Linked DNA regions of Solanum lycopersicum: region 1 is linked to region 2. The links are chromatin contacts, called in public HiChIP or PLAC-seq maps. All regions are on one chromosome and are shown on one strand. Each heading gives the region's core, a stretch centred on a gene start, on an enhancer-like site or on the middle of the called end of the contact. The rest is flanking DNA. Distances are from core to core; before and after follow the strand shown.

What was found. HiChIP or PLAC-seq counts read pairs in DNA pulled down with a chosen protein or histone mark.
Region 1: an RNA polymerase II HiChIP or PLAC-seq map of leaf shows a contact between it and region 2, with 6 times the contacts expected there. The contact joins the enhancer-like site here to the promoter of LOC101256978 in region 2. A contact is called at or near these places in 4 of 8 Hi-C or Micro-C datasets (leaf and leaf mesophyll) and 1 of 1 datasets of contacts at active chromatin or transcription factors (leaf).

Annotation. Positions count from the first base shown.
Region 1 is chr6:35,041,149-35,043,848 of SLM_r2.1, reverse strand. No RefSeq gene overlaps it. Among protein-coding and RNA genes, the nearest start is that of LOC138349136, 6.2 kb to the right of the region's middle. Within about 2 kb of position 1,283, at least 2 of the 2 cell types and tissues checked have open chromatin away from gene starts, as enhancers often do. A contact at or near this core is called in leaf, where this site is marked.
Region 2 is chr6:34,991,185-34,993,884 of SLM_r2.1, reverse strand. LOC101256978 (large ribosomal subunit protein eL8z) reads right to left here and starts at 1,281. Exons shown (of 6, transcript XM_004240822.5): 1 at 1,149-1,281; 2 at 821-1,073. The coding sequence starts at 1,151.

The sequences.
Region 1 (2,700 bases), core at 34-2,533, 50 kb before region 2:
GAATGTCACGTAAGCCAAAAAAATGTATAAAATTACAAAAAAAAAAAAAGATTTCATGGAGTAATATAACCATAATTTATTTGTTAAGATGTGACTCTGAGATTTCAACAATAGTCTTCTTGTATTCCCCCCTCCCCCCCCCCCCTTTTTTTTAGGAAGGAGTGGGGAAGGGTTGAGGTCTGAATATTTTTAAAATATTTTATAAAATAAATTTAAGAAAATAAAAGGATGGGTTTGTCAGGTGTGGGGATAATGTGGTGGTGAAATGAGAAAAATATTATTTTTTAAAAAAAATATTATTCTTTTAAAAGTTTCTTTTTTTAGGATAAGAGTTAATATTAATAGTTTATTTAGTCAAGGTGAAATATTTTATTCATATGTAATGGTATGTGACAATTTTTTTGCAAATAAAAGATAGAGTGTACTACACATCACTCAGATGTGTTTCTTAAACTAATAAGTTATAGTCTATGTATGAAATTAAAAAAAAAGAATACTTTCGACGTGTTTTTGACACTTAAATAATTTAGTATCGAAATTGTCAATCTTAATGATACTAATATAGTATATGATATCAATTTAGTATCAGTTAAATAAAAATTATCACCCTTAATGAATGGATGAATGGGGGGTAGTGTTGGGTTTTATTTGTCTTGATTTCTTACCATAAATAGGTTTTTCTTTTAGGAAAAGGTTTGGATTGACTAATCCTTTTTATAGTAGGAAAAGGTTTAGGACTATATAAATAGAGACATGTTCCTTCTAACTTAATCAGCATTCACAATGTAGTCTTAAGGGCTTTGAGAATTTTGGTTAAGGGGAGAATTTATGGGTCACAAGCTTGATACGTTATCACTTGTGTGAACCTCCCATGTATTCCAAGTGAATTGATTAAGGTTGTTTCCCTCTGTATTTTGTATTCTCATATTTATAGTGGATTGTTCATCTCCTTTATGGACATAGGTCGCTTGACCGAACCACGTTAAATCTTTGTGTCTTTTAATATATTTCTCGTTGTCTTCTTACTCGTGGTCTTTTGAGGTTTGCGTTGCTAGCTTCCGCATTTACACCAATTTATTTTCTATCCTAACAGATAGGAATTGTAATTATTTATGAAATAATGAGTATTCTAGAAATGACCTTGAATTTGAATCTGACTTATAATTATTTTGAATTTTATGACCCATATAGTTTTCCAGAAATAATCTGGCCCTTTGCCACAGGGCTAAAACCTAGGCATGGCCCATTAACATTGGTAGATTTGTCTCATGGGTCACGAGCCGATATGATTCTCTGAAATTACTATTTAGATCGATTAGGCCCATTAATGGAAAACCCGATAAGTAAAGATGGTTATGGGCCCGAATAATCCGACCCAATTAACAGGGCTTACTAGAAGTATCAAGCTAGTTGAACAAACAAAAACGTACTAAGTTAAGAAAGGCAAAAGAAGTTCTATTTTTGATGAAGATAATATTTCCAAGCAACTTTGATCATATATTTAATAAATCGAATAAGATAGAGTTTCAAAGAGAAAATGATGTTATATTTATATTATCCCAAAAGAAGCAGTAGGAACTATGAAGAATAAGTTAAGAGCTCAAATAAACCAACAAACGTTTATTCCATTTGAAAATTTCTTCAGGCCCAAGCCACCACAATAATAATCCTCACAAATATTTTACATATTTGTATATTTGCTGTAAAAATGTACACGACATGAAAATTGCCCAGTACCCATTTATACCCCCCACAAGAAAAAAACAACCACCCAAGTACAATCCACCATATAGACCTTTTTTTTTTTACCCGAGCTTCGCTTTTTTGATGATTTGAACTCACAACCTTCGAATCGAAAGTGCGGCATGCTTACTATCCGAGCAACTTCTAGTCCAATCCACCATATGGACTATTATTAATGTGATGTAACATATAGAGCAAAAGAGAGAACATGACACAAACAAAAAGAGTATATGTACTAAAAAAATAATAAGACAAGTTTAGATAGTTCAATTTCCCACACCAGGGCTTGGAATATCTTCATGTTGTCTATAGACATCATCAAAAACATTTTGGTCTCCAGCATAATCCTCTGTTGTCTTAATTTGTTCCCTTGTTATAGGACTAGCCCAACCCCCACAGCAATCTCGACCTTCAGCCTCCAAATGTAAAAGGAACAAAAACAAAAATAACATAAGAATGCCTTTGGTTTTCATTGAGGATGTTATTAAATTAAGATGAAGAAAAGGGTAGTTAGGCAAATGCAAATGGATAAATGAAATGCATTTTTTTTTATAGTACGTAATTTTATGAACACGCCAGTAATCATAGTGATGTGAAGAGACAAAGAAAATGCAAAGTTCATCATTACACTAGAGGGGAGGGGACCCTTAACTTTATTATGTCCAAACATAAATTTATATTATTTTGCATCATCTTTTTTTTCGACACAACGACATTCCATTCTTGATTAATTTTACTAATTATACTTCTTTTCGTTTGAAAACAAAGTCCTCGATAATTTAATTTCAGCTTTCTACATAATGACAAGCTTAAAAATTAAACGATATTTCATATATCTAACATAATTTTAAACTATAATCACAAAATTAAAAAAATTATTTTTTCTTAAATTATATGTCAAATCAAATTTAAAAATTCTTTTTAGTACGAAAAAAAATATTTTACTTTTTCCAGTTG
Region 2 (2,700 bases), core at 32-2,531:
ATGTTCAAAGGGCAAAGACAATGGAAAAATTCAAATCAGTATCACTGACATAAAACAGCTCATGCAAGTAAACAATACAGAAGATGAGTTGAGAGCTAATAAACAATACTATCAATCTTGGTATACAGGAAAAGTGGGAAGACATAATGGTTACATGGCAGCAGCTTAATAAAACATTACAAAGTACTACATTTTCCCAAAACAATATATTTTGCCAGAAATGAACTAAGAATATGTAAAATTTATTATTCAACAATGACAGATAGTAGTAGTTTCTGAACTATCCAAACAAAAAATTTATTCTAAAAAAGGACAATAGTAGCTCAGAGTCAACCACTTGGTTATGAACTATAAAATAAACCACCAGCAACAGTTCCAGAGGTGTGAGCCTGGAAATGAAATCCATATTGCTCACTTAGCAAAAAAGCCTATGTTTTTGCAAACTTTCACTGACATGATAAAATTGGAATCATAAAAACCCACAAGTCAAGCACAAACAACCACTCACTCAACCATCTTCAAGTACACAATGAGGCATAGTTCTGACATCTAGGGGAACACATTACAGCTCCAACAAGATACTCCATTCATTATAATTGCTTCGCTACTCATGACACCAATTCTGGTAAGTTCCAGTTAATAACATGCACCATAAAACATACTTGTATAATGAAAGGAAGTAGCTCGTGTACTAAACATCGATGCCAGAGATTTACCTTGAAGGTGCAAATATAAGGAAATGGACATTAATGTTGCAAAACTACAGCAACCAACTTTCACCAAAAAGCAAGAGGATATAAGGTTACAATAGTATACTGACCTAGATTCTTATCTAGGGTTTTGGTGAACTGGTTGAGAGCAGGAGGGACCTTCAATCGCATCTTGAGAATCCTCTTCTTCCTTTGGAGGGTAACATTCCGAGGCCATCTCACGTTCCTTGTTACATCCTTCTTCGGTGGCAGAGCCCCACCGATACCAAACTGTTTTGGCCGCTTCTCGAACAGTGGATTCACCACCTTCGACGTCTTCTCCGCCTTCTTCTTTGCTGCTACTGCAACACCCTTCTTTGGAGCCTACACAGAAACAATAATCAATGTCAATACTTGTGAAGAAGGTACGGAACTGGAACCATAGAGGATTGAGCATACCATTTTTGCGGGAGACGGATCAAAACCCTAGAGTTGGCGATGCACAACACATATATACCATGTTCGCTGTTTGGGCCGGGCTCCTTTTGCCTTGTTGGAAAATTTCACGTATAGCCACTTAAAAATAATTAATTACTCTCCATATAATTTGATAATTATAATTTATAGCTACATGCTATATGGAGGAGAAATGTGAGAGATTGGGAGACAGAGGAGAGAGGCGAGAGAGGAGAAAAGAGTGGGAGAAAGGTGAATTATATATATATATATATATATATATATATATAGGTTAAATTATTGTATATTATACATATGTATTTGTATATATGGCAAGAGAGACTGGGAGAGGGAGAAGAGGCGAGCGAGACTGGAAGAGGAAGGAGAGAGACGATCGAGATTGAGAGATTGAGGAAAGAGGGCAGAGTGGGAGAGAGGTGAATTGTATATGTATATAATTGTATATTATACATATACATTTGTATATATGGCAAGCGAGATTGAGAGAGGGAGGAGAGAGGCGAGCGAGATTGAGAGAGGGAGGAGAGAGGCGAGCGAGTGAGGACAAAGAGTGTGAGAAAGGCGAATTGTATATGTATATAGGTTAAATAATTGTATATTATACATATGTATTTGTATATCTTGGCGAATTATACATATACAAACTCGAAGTCAGTCCACGTAATTAATGTATAATATTAGTTGAAAGTGGTAATTATAGCAAACTAAAGCTATGATGAGTAATTAAATAGTATAAATAGTTGCGTAATTTTCCCTAATTAGAAAGGGTAAATTAGCAAAGTAGTCAAAAAGATCTACCATATTTAGTAGAAAAAACTCCATATTAGTAAAAATATAAAAAAAAAATGTCATTAGTTTAAAGAAGTTTGTGTATCCTAATTTACTTTCCATTTTATTTCACCTTAATTACACATTTTTCAATAAATTCTCTCATAGGTTAAAAAAAATATTTTTTTCTCTCTCTCACATATTTCCATCTTTCAATTCTTCTCATGTTTTCCATTTCAAACATGTCTCTCTCTTTCTTGCATTTTTTTTTTGTTTCAGAAATTGAATACTATATATTATAAAGATATTCACACAATCCATTTGATTAAGGAATGCATCTTTATTCGTTTATGATTTTATTTTTATTTAAATGTTCAAAATTGTTGTTTGTAGTTGAAATCACATTTAGGATTTGATAAACTCTAAATCACTATCCAATGACATAATCTATAATATTCAAAAGAATTTCATTGATTAAGGTATGCATCTTTATCCGGCTTTTAGGTTTGTTAACCTCTTTTGTTTTTATTTAAATCTTTCAAAAAATTATTTGTTTAGTTGCTTACTAAGTTCTCCAATTTTGATTACTGTTTTGGATAATGAAAACCTTATAGATCCTCTATAATGGCTTTCAAAAGGATTACAAGAGTTATCCCATTTAATCATCAATTTCTAAATTTAAGCATATACGTGGTTGACCATTGCTACTAACCAGTGTCGGCAGAATGGTGGCATTGTTGGTGTTTCTTACCACCGACCTCACAAT